2 separate regions of the Mus musculus genome follow, and region 1 is linked to region 2. Evidence: chromatin contacts called from public Micro-C data. All regions are on one chromosome and are shown on one strand. Each heading gives the region's core, a stretch centred on a gene start, on an enhancer-like site or on the middle of the called end of the contact. The rest is flanking DNA. Distances are from core to core; before and after follow the strand shown. Region 1 holds the start of Osmr (oncostatin M receptor). Region 2 overlaps Rictor (RPTOR independent companion of MTOR, complex 2).

What was found. A called contact is a pair of places that touch in the nucleus more often than the background predicts.
Region 1: a contact with region 2 is called in a Micro-C map of embryonic stem cells, with 2.0 times the contacts expected there. The contact joins the promoter of Osmr here to the enhancer-like site in region 2. A contact is called at or near these places in 4 of 39 promoter capture datasets (embryonic stem cells, maxillary cranial neural crest, pre-B cells and 1 more), 1 of 15 datasets of contacts at CTCF or cohesin (the NIH/3T3 cell line), 1 of 484 Hi-C or Micro-C datasets (embryonic stem cells) and 1 of 9 other capture datasets (embryonic stem cells).

Annotation. Positions count from the first base shown.
Region 1 is chr15:6,870,283-6,877,824 of GRCm38.p6, forward strand. Osmr (oncostatin M receptor) reads right to left here and starts at 4,031. Exons shown (of 18, transcript NM_011019.3): 1 at 3,919-4,031.
Region 2 is chr15:6,742,211-6,749,202 of GRCm38.p6, forward strand. It overlaps Rictor (RPTOR independent companion of MTOR, complex 2), which reads left to right. Exons shown (of 38, transcript NM_030168.3): 4 at 2,118-2,182; 5 at 3,239-3,370. Among named protein-coding and RNA genes, the nearest start is that of Rictor, 37 kb to the left of the region's middle. Within about 2 kb of position 4,186, at least 15 of the 459 cell types and tissues checked have an H3K27ac peak or open chromatin away from gene starts, as enhancers often do. A contact at or near this core is called in embryonic stem cells and stem cell-derived epiblast-like cells, where this site is marked.

The DNA.
Region 1 (7,542 bases), core at 2,781-5,280, 130 kb after region 2:
TTTCGCCTCTACCTGTCCACTGTAGCATAAACAACCTCCCCACCCATAAATCAATAAATAAAGGTAACCAATTTTTTAAAGACTGAGAGGAAACAGCTCAATATAAGACTGAGTAAAGGTGTGACCTAGTCGTCATAGGACACAGATGGTTCATAAATATGTAGAAATAGTAAATTGGAATACTAAGTAACAAAATGTAAAATAAAATGCTGCCTTGTCTCATCCATTCCCAAGTTTGAAAACACATCTATTTGTGTTTGTCCTGGTAAGGAGTATCCAAACTTCACATGTTGACATGTGCACTGATCTATGAAGCAGAGGTGTGCTGTAAGATGCTTGCCCTCAAAACAGCTCTCCTGGGGTTCGACTCCACAGCAATATTCATAGTTGAGAGCAAAGATGAATGCAGTATCTTCCCTGAGGCATTGTTGTTAATCTTAAATATGTTTTCAAAGCAAAACAGCCATCACTAAGGGAGAGGGTAAATAAATTTTATCTTGCTTAAGGTTAGCAGGAAACCCTTGGCAAAATATCATGCACAGGTGTGGGAAAAGCTCTCCAACCTGGGCTGTAAAGCAGGAAGCGCCACACTACAGTTAGGAAATTTACATATGTAGACATACTTGAAAAACTTGTAGATATGTCCTTCAAATCATTATAAATAAAAGTATCTTAGAGTGATATTTATCACGTTATGACTTAGAAGTGATGTTAGGGTGTCAAGTTGGTGAGTGGTCAAGTCATGATAGTTAATCTGCATTGCCAGCTTGACTGAGTTCAGAATCACTCAGGAGACACATCTCTGGATGAGTCTTTCAGGGTGTCACAGCACTATCCCTACATAGGGCTGCATCTCCTACGGGATGGAAATGGGGAGCGGGATGGGGAGAGAGGCTGTCTGGGCAACAACATTCACCTCCTCTCCTCCCTAATTGCCAACACACCGTGACCAGCTGTCTCATGGTGGACTATAATCTCCCAAACCATGAGCCAAAAGCAACGTTTCTTCTCTTTTGTTGCTTTTTCTCCATCATTTGTCACAACAGAGAGAAATAATACACTCTACTACTGCCTGTCCACTTCAGACTGGTAACAGCCGTGAGGAAAGGCTCTTGCTGCAGCCACTTCTCCACTGTTAGAGTAAGGAGAGTTGTTGTTTGGGTTACTTCAAAGCAACCCAGTTCAAAGATAATCTAAGGTAAGCAAGACCTGGGAAGCCAGAGAATAAAGTGTGGAGGAAGGAAGACTGTGAAGCCAGGGTCAGCTACAGGTAGGGAGGGACAAGAAAGTTTGTTTTAGGGAGGGGTCTTCTCAAGAAAGATGAGGAAATGCTGTGTGCTTTGGCTCCATCTCACTGTGTGCTGTTTGTTTTGTTTTTTATTCTCCCCTCTCTAGGAAAGGTTTCCTGTCCAGAGAAGAGGGCCAAACCTACTGTTCCCATAAACGAGCCCGAGAGTGCACACTCTGATTTCCTTTCAGCGTCTGTAAACATTCAGCCCAGTTCCCACGGGGAAAACACCAACCTTGACACCGGCACAATGGTGGACAGCCACTCTTCCAGAACTGTACCAGTGTGCCAGACTCGGTTCTTTTCCCGGGACGAAGGAAAACAAAAACATCAACACCCACGGACTTCCTGTGCACTGGAGATGGGGTCCCCAGGCAGGAGAGGATGGGGTGGAGGGTGGGGTGGGGGATAGGAACAGGTAGACTCTGGGCTGTGCAGATGAAGAGGAGACAGGGAAAGCCATCCACAGTGAGTGCTCTTGTGGCTTAAGTTCCTCTGGACACTTAGCACCAGGCCCATTCTCTCACATTCTCTCTGCCTTTGATGAAAAACAGACAAGAGACAGAACGGGACTCAAGAGCCCCAAAGAGGCCAGTGGTGGCATTGACCTAGCTGTACCCAGCAGTGAAAGTAGTCGACCTTCCTAGCCTGGGAACATCTCTCACTGTGCTGAGATATTCCCAGGAGGTGTCAGATGTAGGTGTGGTTGAAAAAGACCAAGGATGATTCTCAAACACAGGTCAACTGGGGAACTCCTGTGACTCATCCCAGGCAAAACAGAGCAGTACAGAGACCTCAGCCCCACTCCGGAAAAAAACCTAGTATTGGAAGAATAGCAGAGAGGCTATGAGACAAGGAAGTGAAGTCTCCAGTCTGTCATCTAACTATTTGCCATAAAGTCGCTTAAAATGAAGCACACAGTTCCTGGTCAAAAGTTATAGGAAACTGTATTGTTGTGTAAACAAGAAAACTGAAACTAAGATGTAAAAGGTAACCTGAACCCGTTCCAAGTCTGTTTACATCAGGGTTAGGACCTATTGGGGATATCGCTGCCCCTCCAGACCTGCCCCCTCACACACACACACACACACACACACACACACACACACACAGACACACAAACAGACAGACAGACACACACACAGACAGACAGACACACACACAGAGACACACAGACAGACACACAGACAGACACAGACACACACACACACACACACACACAGACACAGACACACACACAGACACACACACACAGACACACACACACACAGACACACAGAGAGAGACACAGACACAGACACACACACACACACACAGAGACACACACACAGACAGACAGACACACACACACACAGACAGACACACACACACAAACACAGACAGACACACAGACACACACACACAGACAGACACACACACACACACACACACAGAGACACACACACACAGACACACACACACACACACAGAGAGACACAGACACACACACACACACACACAGAGACACACACACACAGACACACACACACACACACAGAGAGACACAGACACACACACACACACACACACAGAGACACACACACAGAGACACACACACAGAGACACACACACAGAGAGACACAGACACACACACACAGACACACAGACACACAGACACACAGACACACAGACACACAGACACACAGACACACACACACACACACACACACACACACACGGTCTCCCCCGACATCCACCACCACCACCACCTCTCAAAAGCAGAATGCCTTTGGTCTGCACCTAGCTTCCACTTTCAATTCTGTCTGCTTTGCTTACATCCATCCTCACGTCCACGAGTCCTGAGCTGAAAAACAGCTTGATCGCAAAGCGCTTTCACCATGTCCTGCAGGCAGGTAGCATCTGTCCGTCTGAAAGTAATCCCTATATCTGTGCCCTTGGTCACTCACAAGGCAGGCAGGGAAGATGAAGAGTGTGTGAACAAGCGGCCCGTCAAGAACTGTTACAGGGAACCTGTATTCACGCTCCCGTTTCAGCATCTCACTGGTGCCTACTCTCAGAGACACTGACCCCTATGCGCATCCTTGCCTGTTAGTGGTGACACTTCCGTTCAAGCAGCTCGAGAGGTGGTACCTGCTCTCCCCACCCGCATAGAAGCTCTGCCCCCAAGGCTGTGGGGTGCTCTTCTCTGAGTGGAGAGGGAAGCACCTAGTCCCGGAGAAATGACAGGGACGGGTGGGAGTTAAGGACTGGAAAGCAAGAGGCTGGGGGAAACCATCAACTCCCACTCCCACGGGGTATTGTGAGAGAAACCAAATTGGCCCAAATGGGAGTTCTAACTCAGCAAGTGTTTCCCCAGCTGCTTGAGTGAGAGGCCAGGGGACGGTGAACCTCAAAGCAGGCCTGGACTGGTGTCCCAGCGACGTGCACGCTGAGAGTATCTAGTCTTTTAGAGTTGCCCACCAATTAGGTGGCACTTTTCTGGCACAACCTCTTGCGGCTCCTGAGAGTGCAGTCTCGGGAGGCAAAAACTAACGCAGGACAGGGCAGAGGCGCGGGGCAGCAAAGCTCTCGGCTCGCCCGTCGGAAAGTGGATGGAGGCGGCAGCGCGGGCACACGGGTCCCGTACTCACCCGCCTGGCGACCTGCTCCGGAGCCTTGCCGGTCCTCGGCCTCACAGGGGAACGGGCGCGGACGTCTGTCCAGGCGTGTGGAGGCGGCCCCGCGCCCCAGCTATGAATCAACTACGGGGCAAGTGTCCAGGGGCGGGAGTTACGGGAAAGCGCCGGGGGAGGGCCGAGGGGCCAAGTACTGTTGCAATTTCCCGTCTCGCTGAGCACTTTTGGCACTCCTGGGACCCACAGGAATTTGCTCCTGGTCCCAAGGGGATGTAGGGGGGAACGATCGGGACCCTGCGACGGGCGCGGTTCCCGGGACCGGGCGGGCAGCACCGGTGAGAAGGGAAGTGGGAGAGGCCTGGGAGGAAAAGCTGGTCCTTGAGCATCGTTGTTCCTGGAGGGAGAGGGGACGAGCTGCGACCCAGTGCCCCGTGCCAGGTGTCCTGCACAGAGCCAATTGTGTTGCTTGGGAGATCCAACCCCAGCGCTCCGTCTGAAAATTACCTGAAATGTCAAACTGTTGGATCAAACTTGTGATCGAGTTGACTTTCGGCGTTCAGAGCAAGACAGACGTGTTAGAACAGAGATCTATGAACTGTGCTTCCTCTACAGGACCTGGAAACGCCCTGTGTGGCCACGCCTCCTTCAGCTACAGACCTGAATTCTTTGTCCACGAAGATCCAAGTTCCTTTCTCTCCTTAGAACGCCATCAGATCTTTACTAACCGGGCACTTGAAAGACATTTTTGACCTCTCTTTATGGCTGCATGGTAAAATGTCCACAGCCACGTCGTCTTTGGGAACTGGCACAAAACTATCGCCACAGGAGGTGTGGCAACAAGTTCCCACCAGTCGCCAGGCCAAGAAGCCTGGAGAACCGCCCACTTGCACACTATACCTTGCTCCAAGCTATAGTTCAGTTCACATTTGGAAACTACCTACAAGTCACAAATGGAAGGAGACTGAGGGAAATGGCTATAGATCAGAACTTGCGGATCCACAAATCAGTCTTAGAATAAGTAACTGGGGTATTGGGACACCTCAAAACAATGTCAGAAATATTAGTTACAACGCCTTACTTTCGTGTCTGTGTATGCTTTTTCTTCCTCCCTAATGACAATTCAGGGAAGGATCTTTTATTATTATTATTATTATTATTATTATTATTATTATTATTAAAGATAGTACTCCTCTAAATACCTAATACCTAATGGTGCCTGAAAGACTGGAGCACACAGCAAATATTTGAAGAGAATTAGAAAAAGGCACATCGTGTCTAGTAAATAATGTGTGCTCCTTTGCCATAGCCATTATTACTTATTTTAAATGAGCCCATTAGTGTGGCCGTGCGAACAGCCGCGGGAGCAGTGTGGAGCCAAGTTCTCACCCATTAAAAAGGCTTTTTGATTCTATTTATCTGTGAAAATGGTGTGCGGGTGTGTCAGTTGAGCAAGGTGTTTCCTGCATCGGGTTAATACGGCCTTTGGTTTCCATGCATGTATGCAGAGCGAATTCTCTTGGTTTCCGTGCATGTATATAGAATGTATTCTCCCGCGGATCTCCCCCGCTTTCTCTGTCCACCAGTGTCCCCCAAGCCAGTTCTAATTCCACTTCAGTGTCATACCTGATTGCATAACCTTATGTATCTATATGAAATCTAGGAACCGCAAATAAGGGGAAAAAAACCTGGTGATATTTTTCTCCCTGATATTGGCTTAATTTGCTTAGTGATATTATCTTCATTTCATTCATTGTCCTATAAGTAATATGATTTTTTTCTATGTGTCAGGAAAAAAGTTTGACTGTTGAGCGTCTGTGTTGGCTCTCTAGCTCAGCCACCATGAACAGTGCTGGAATAAACATGGATGTACAAGAACTTCTCTGGTTGAGTTCTTTGGATGAATATCCACTTAATTTAGACTCCTATTAATAGTATTGTTGGAAAAGACTATGTCAAAATGTAGTAGCGGGGCATGCTTTTATTTTTTTTTCTTTTATGGGATATTTTCTTTATTTATATTTCAAATGTCATTCCCCTGCAGGGCATGCTTTTAATCCCAATACTTGAGAGACAGACAGATCTCTGTAGGCTCCAGGTCAGCCTGGTCTACATGATAGCTTGTCCAAAAAAAAAAAAAGTAGTGACTTCATTTAGTTCATTAATTCATTTACTTTTGTCCCATTCTAACTTCTTATATGTGTTCCTTTATTCAACATCCGAGTGGCTGTGGACACATGAGTGCAATCCTCCCCAATTCTCACCAAAGGCCAGCATGGGAGGGACCATAATTGGAAACAGTGGTCTCTCGGGGTTAATTGAATGAAGAAGAGGTCCCCGTGGGCTAACACAGGGATGGCCGTGTTTATAAGGAGATGTGCATCTGGGCATGAACCGCCAGGATGAATGAACACTGTACGCCTGTGAAGACAGACTCTGAACCTATTTTATCTCACACAGGGCAAGGACTGCTGACACCCAGCAGAAGCTGGGAGAGAGGCAGGTAAGAGTTTGTCCTGTGAGCCGCTGAGAAGGAGCTTACGCCAATAACTGCTTGGCCTCACTCTCCTGGCCTCCAGAGATGTGGGAGGACAGGCTTCTGAGGTTAAATGCTGTCACATTTGTGCTGCTGGGTCAGCCTAGGATACTCTCTCACAGGTTGCATGCCAAAGGTTAGTTTTTAAAAGTGGCCGGAAAATAACCCGGACAAAAAGATGAAAACTGCCAGTGGCTTATTAAGCTGAAGGTTGAAATCTCCATCCTTGCTTGGTGCTGATATAACTGTACGGCAGGAACACAGATGTTATCCTTCTCTCAGACCCCATCCTTGGCTCTCTGGCTGCCTTCTGATTTCTATAAGGAAGCCCTCCCTGCTTTTCCAGTGTCATTGTCCATTGTCTCTTCGAGACAGAGTTTCACCTGTGTAGCCCTGACTGTACTGGAACTCACTTGGTAGATGAGGTTGGCCTTGAACTCAGAGACCCACCTGCCTCTGCTGAGGCTAAAGGCATGCATGCCATCATACCCAATTCTCATTGCTCTGTTACCTTGTGGGGTTGCTCATTCTCACTTGTCCACAAGAACTTGATGGGTCACAGGATCCTTCCCATGACTGACATTTGCCTCTTCCTTCCCAGTTTCCTAAATGACCATGATCCTTTATGACATCAGTGGTCACTTATGTGCAGATGACCTCACACACACACACACACACACACACACACACACATTTCACACAAATAATATGGAGCCAGGGTCACCTCTGAGGAGCCAGTGATGACTTGGAGTGTGAGTAATTGTGCGGAGATGTGGTTCAAGATTCTCCCTGGGGTTGGAGAGATGGCTCAGTGGTTTGGAAGAGCACTGACTGCTCTTCCAAAGGTCCTGAGTTCAAATCCCAGTAACCACATGGTGGCTCACAACCATCCGTAATGAGATCTGATGCCCTCTTCTGGTGTGTCTGAAGTCAGCTACAGTGTACCTATAATAAATAAATAAATAAATCATTTAAAAACAAAAGATTCGCCCTGGTCTTGTCATTATGGGGGTGTGTTGATCATCTCTGGGGTGTCCATTGCATACATCCGCATGTGAACCAACGGGGGCAAGGGAAAATGAGTTGCTTGAATTCGGTAGTAATGG
Region 2 (6,992 bases), core at 2,936-5,435:
TTTATGTGCACATGTGTTACCAAGAGGATAGTAAACTTGTGAGTTTGCTCTTTAGGGTCTCTTCTTTTCACAGTGACAAATACCAAAGTCAGCTAGGGTTTTTCTTTGGCTCTACCCAGAGAACTCCATTCCCCCCCCCCCCCAAAAAAAAAAAACAACCCCCAAACAAACCCAGAGTTAAAAACAAGTAGAGAGTGTTGTTTGAAGACAGCAAACTACTTGACCATCCAGAAGTACGGAGGCCAGAGGTGTAGAGAAAGGCTCCTGTGAAGTGGGCGTCCGTCTCTCATTCTCCGGGAATACTCAGCTGACTTGAAGCACAGAACGTGCATGGCTATGAGTTGTCTGAGGAGAGAGGGCTGGAGTTGAAGGATAAGAAAGGCGGGGCCAGAGATCCCCTTCATGGATCTGTTGAATCCTGGGGCTAGCTCGGATGGGATCCTTAACGCCTAAGCTAGGCAGAGAATTTGACATAGAACTTAGTAGTATTTTTATAAGACAAATACAATGTATTATCCTGGAGACTAGGGCTGTTACTAACAAGCTTTCAGTTGAAGCCTTAGTGGTGAGGCGGGTCCAGAGGGTGGCAGTTCTTTCTGTCAGTGCCAGAGAGAAGGCTGAGCTCACGTCGGAAAAATGCCAGTCTGCTAAGAGCACAGGAGCCAGCAAAGCACAGGGCTGATGGCATGGTCAGAGCAAAGGAATACAACTACTAAAAAGAGCCTCAAAGACGCTAGCGTCTATATCAGTTTGCACCATGAGTAACCATGTAAGTAGCAAAGAAATAGAACTGTGGAGAAAATGGGTGAAAAAGGAAGGGTTTTCACTAGAATCTTAGAAAGTTTTAATTTAAGAAAAATACGTTATCTAAAATTTAAAAATCCCTAGATGTGTTAGTGCAGTGGTTCTCACAGTTCCTCATGTTCCTCATGTTGTTGTGTGACCTCAGCCTTAAAATTATTGTTTCTACTTGATAATTGTAATTTTGCTGTGGCGAATCCTAATGTAAATGTCTGATCTGCAGGTTACCTGATCTATGGCCTCTGTGAACCACTGGTATAGGAGAGAAGGTTCAGACAGTAGGAGAGGACGTCAGTAGAAAATAAGGAACAGTTGAAATCAGAGAAAATAGAGAAGAAAAGATGATTTAATGAAAATGCATATACCTTTTGCCAGCAGAAGAGAAGAGATTTGGACAAAGTGATTTTGAAGAGATAATATATGGAATGTTTTAAAAAATTGATAAAATGTTCAAAACCAGAGATTCCCAAGGTATTATTTATTTTACACAAAGTGGATGCAAAGGAAATCACAGCTGAACAAATCAAAGTAGCCAATGATGAGGAAGAAAATGGCTGAAAGAATGTGAGGAAAGACATGTTTTGAAAGAGCAGACAGCAAGATTTATGCTAGACTCTGAGCAACCAAGTGCCCTGAAACTTTAGGAAGAAATTAGCAGTTAAACTAAAATTCAGTGTGTTCACCAAAATTGCTTTAAAAACGAAAATAAAATCACTTCCAAACAAAAAACAACTGTAAACCTAGGCAAAAGTAAGATCACAACATGAGCAAACAATGTCACCAGTGTGACCAGTGGGGGAACTGTGACATTAGGGAAGAACGATAAGGGGAAAACGGTGTGAATATCAGCTATTATTAACTGTGTGTGGGTTGAAAAAATAAACAGTTAACAGCAGTGCTATCTTAAGCATCCTGAATAACACTGGGAGGACGGAGGGAGAGTGAAGATAAGAGTAAGCAGGGTCAGGGATAGACGGGCTGTCTGTAGACCATCTGCAGTGCTTGTAAAAGCAGGGACCGTGGGAGTGGTGGCTAGACAGCAACACTAAGACGCAAGACGGTGGGACAGAAACTCAGCAGAAGACAAAAGACAGGCAGTTCAAAAAGTCGAGGGAAGAGGTCAGTCTAAAGTTGTGGTTAAGTAAAACTTTAGATGATAGAAATAATGCAGTGTATTTTTATTACACGATTACAGATTTTTTTTTTTTTAGAAATTCATTAAAGAAAAAGGTTCCATTTTTCAGCCCAAAATTGTGCATAGACAAGCATATAAATCTAAACTCATATGTAAGGTATTTCTGTGTTTCTTCTAACAGCTTCTTTGCGATATTGGCCATAGTGAAGAAAAACTGGGCTTTAATTATGAAGACATCATAATTTGGTAAGTGTAGTTCAGTTTTTTCTCCCATCCCTTATTTTAGTAATTTCTATTATAACAATTTAAGTCCGAGCTAGGGTGCCTGCAGCACATGCCTGGTTCTGTAGACACAGTGTTTGGCTGAAAGGAGCAGTCAGTAACTTGGCTGTGTGAGCATTAGCTCAGATTTTGTACTGCTGGGTACAAAGAACTAAACCTAAATATCCAGAATTACACGAACTTCTCCAAAAATTGTAATTAAATATTAAATTTGCAGACTGAATGTCTCATTCTTTCCAGGAAACGTTAGAACAACAACAACAACAACAAAAAAAAAACCCTAGATTTTCCCTAAGAAAGAATGTATCTATTACAAACTTGTTGTAGGCTAATAGGTAATTGATCAAGCAGTTTCAGTGCCACTTTTGGATGTTCTTGGGAGTAAACATTAATATAGTAGTATGTGTTTACTAACTACTGTTAACTATCTTGTTATTGAATTAAACTAATTATCCTTTGAGACATGTGGAAGCATACATGCAAATAAAGGATACATTGTAGAAACATCTAAAGATACAGTTTGAAAAGACTATAGGATTTCTTCTTCCATTTACACAATCTGCCAGAAGATGAGTAAAACTCCCAATTGGCTGGATTAGTGTGACTATTCAGAGGAAGCACAGAATAAAGACATCACCAAATACAATTCTTTACTTTGTAGTATTTTTTGTTTGGTTGACTTTTCTTAAATAGAATTAATTGTATATAACAAAAAGTTTGGGATACCTTAGCCATGAAAGAACTTGATATGGGAGTAAATCCTAAAGTATGAAAAATCTGAAATGCTCCAAAATCCGAGACTTTGTTAGAGCCATCTCAAGCATTCACAAGGTTGGGGGGTCTAGATTTTCAAGTAAGAGATACTCAGTTTGAAATAGTCTTGAAAGTAGTTTCAGTCTAAAAATACAAGAAATCAGAACTACTTCTCGTCCCAAGCATTTCACATGGGGGCAAAGTAACCTCTGCTGAACTGTGGTGTCTTTGAAGCCTGTGTAACAGAACGTTTTTGTTTTCCTACAGTTTGCGCTTAGCTTTATTAAATGAGGCAAAAGAAGTAAGAGCAGCCGGGTTGCGAGCGCTGCGCTATCTCATCCAAGATTCCAGTATTCTCCAGAAGGTGCTAAAACTGAAAGTGGACTATTTAATAGCTAGGTAATGTTCTGAGACGTGCCTGTCTTTCTTATGCCTTTAAAGTTTTGTGTTTAGCATCCAGCCAAACCTGTACAGATTTTTGGTGTAAAGCTTAATTTTGCAAAGGTGCATGATCAAGTAAGACCAAGACTAATGGTGTTTTTAGCAAAGGAGGGACTCCCTTTATACTTTCAAGCAATTGTAAATAGTTTTCTCCTTAGAGATTTGTTTTCCTGTCTTTGCATTTCACATTACATGTTAATTAATGTGTATAATCGACATATGTAAGTATACATTTATTGTTTTCTCATCATCTGTAAGGTTCTTCCACATTGATCATATCTGTTTTTAAATTTTATTTTTGCTATGAAGTATTTGGTCTTATGCTTAGGACATGCTTGAATCTGTTCATTCAGGATAGTTTTCAGTGTTGAGCTATTTTGAATGAATCTGCCCTGCAATCTTGTGTAAGTCTGTGAGGTGCTCACTTCTTAGAAGCAGGCATAGAGAAGGAGATGTTGGAACCTGATGCATGTGTGCTTAGCTATGTGATTGTGGTCGGCATCCCTCTCTCTTTGTAAAATGTATTTTTATTCTTTAATCCCTTTTTACAGTCTGGACTTCATCCCCCATCCACTCCCTATCCCATACCTTCCTCACCCCAGTGTCCAAAAGGATGTCCCCACCCCCATCCCACCCCCACCCCACCAGGCCTCCTCTCTCCCTGGGGCCTCAAGGGTTAGATGCATCTTCTCTCACTGAGGCCTGACCAGGCAGTCCTCTGCTGACTATGTGTTGGGGCCGCAGGTTTTTTCTTAAGACACGGCACTGATCATTTAGATGCCGTGACTGTTTGGTGAGCTTTAGTCACACTTACTGGGTTTGGGACTTCTGTTGTTTGTTGCGGTAAATCTCCTCCCAAATAGGCCCGGCAATGAAAACACAACACAGTTACTATGATTACATGCTGTGTGCCTAGATTGGGCAGATCTACCGCTACACTACCATCTTCCACAGCTTGTGAGACCCCCTTAGAACTTGCAGTTTCTTCAGGCCATGTGCTTCTCCTCCGGCTCTTCTTCTTCCTCCTCTGCGTCCTCTCTCTCATTTTCTCCTTCCTCTCTCTCCCACCTTCCACTCCACCTTCCCTTTTATCTGCCTAATCATCAGCTCTCCTTTATTTTACAAATTAAGGTGGGAAGCAGGTTTACAGGAAATTACCTGAGTGCTGACTCATTCCTTGTTCACAACCCCTCACAAGAGAATGGAATTAACATCAAATACAGTTAGCCCCAGGGCTATCCACAACAGTTGTTTGTTGTGGGTTAATTTATTTATTCCTGTTGTTGTATTACTTTGTTTTGACAGGGTTTCTGCTACAAATTCCAGGCTGGCTTCAGGCTTACTGATTCTCCTGTCTCACCCTCTTTAGACATTGTAGTGGAGGCAGTGCCATTATTTTTTCTTCTGATTTTTAGCTACTAATATATAGATAATAGGACGTACTGTCTTCTTTTACAGCAGCCTTGGTAAATCCCTATAGTTTCCCCAGTCTATGGAGTCCGTGGGCCTCCCATGCTTGTGAACTCCTGAGGACTCACCTCCAGGACCCTTAGCCTTAGTCTTGCTTCAGTCCTCTGCTTCTCGAGAACTGCACTGCATCCGGACGTCCCTCGTTCGCGTGGAAGGTGCCAAGTACTCCACTGGCTTGACTTTGCGTAGCTGTTAGTAAACTATGGCCCTCACTTGTATTTTTGAAGTCAATTCATTCATTCATGATGGCTTCTCATTTCTAAATAGACTGAACACATTGGTATTTAGTTTTTAGTTCTGCTAATACATACTTCTGCTTTGGGTACTATGTAAAGATACTATGTAAAACTTGTGACTTGTGTTAGTATTTCCCCTAGGTGGTTACAACTAGACCATGAACCTTACAGGGGTGGGTTTTGTTTGTTTTAATTGTGGCTTACTTTGCTTGGTTGATACAGCACTGTTGAGTTTTCTGTGTTGGTGTGTGTCTGTTTGGGACTCACTAAGGCTTGACTTTGGTGTCTTGGAGAGGTCTGTCTGGGTGCTGCTTCCTTCTGTCCTTGTCTGGTCCTGTAGCATCCGTCAGACACTCTCCTGCTGCACAGCTCCCGTCACATAAATAAATTCAAGCTTCTCACCTTACGACATGGGCGTTTTTTGTCTCATTTGTTCTTTGCATTTTCTTTTCTTGTGGTTTTGTTACAGCTTGTGTTTTCAAGACAAGGTCTCAAGTAGCTCAGGCTGGACCTGATTCCTGGACTCCTGCTGTGTTGGAGTCCTCCATTCCTGCTATGGCAGAGGAGTGGACTGTGCCTTCTGCACTGTTGTGCTGGGTGGGTTGTGCCGACCTAACCCTCACCTGCTTCTTAACTCCACAAGTGTTACTGAGCCCATTCAGTGTTTACAGGCGACATTTGCCTGCCCGTGTTTGCACCTCATGCTTCCTTGGAGTGCTATTTATTTGGCAGATCTTGTACTGTTTATTGTAGCACAGGCCTATAAAAGGTGAATTTTTCATCTTTTACTTGTTCATGAACATCTCTATTTTAATCTGCTGTCTTAAGGTTAATTTGATACTAGTAATTTTTCTTTTTTTAAAAGAGATATTTATTAACTATGTATATGAGTATTTTGTCTGCATGTATATATATGCACCGTGTACCTGCCTGGTGCCTGAATTGGTCAGAAAAAATCAGATCTTCTGGAACTAGAGTTACTAATGGCTGTGAACCACTGTGTGGGTGCTAGGAATTGAACCTGGGCCCTCTACAAGATAGCAACAGCTCTTAACCATGAGGCCATCTCCAGCCCCATCGGCTAGCTATTGTCAGTGAGTGTATGTCTGTCCGTGTCTTCTACCTGTTCCTTACTCTCAGTCAGTGCCCTCTACAGGGTTTTATATGCTGCATCTTACCCTCCCATGGCGCTCAGGTCACTGTGCTGGGTCATCTTACAGCACCCATGTATCTGAACCCACCCTTACTGGGTTTTTAACCTTCCTTTGTTTGTTTGTTCTGTTGTCGTCATAGTTCAAGGCTTATTACTCCTTACCTAACTTTATTCCAGACTGCCCTGCCAGTAAGTCCTCCTCTTTAATGTTTGCTTCAGTTATTGCCTTATGAATTATCTTTTTAAAAATTTGTTTCTGCTTTTATTTTTCCATCTCTATTTTCACAGACATACCAAATCAGTTATTTTTGAAGTTCTGATATGTAAATCATCTGTATTTTTTTCTGTTGTCATTTTTTTTTTTTTTAATTTGGAGTTCTTGAGACTTTTGGGTATTTGTTTTAAAACATGGCTTATAACAACTAAACTAGGCAAACATTCATGTTTAAGATTTCTGGCACTGGATAATGTTATCATTTTCCTTTGAGGAGAGTTTTATTTAAGAGTCTTGCCTTACTGCACTAGTTTAGATGTTTGTTTGTTTGTTTTTTAGATTTATTTATTTATATTAATATATACTATATAGTATATAGTATATAGTACACTGTTGCTGTCTTCAGACACACCAGAAGAGGGCATCAGATCTCATTATAGATGGTTGTGAGCCACCATGTGGTTGCTGGGAATTGAACTCATGACAGAGCAGCCAGTGCTCTTAACC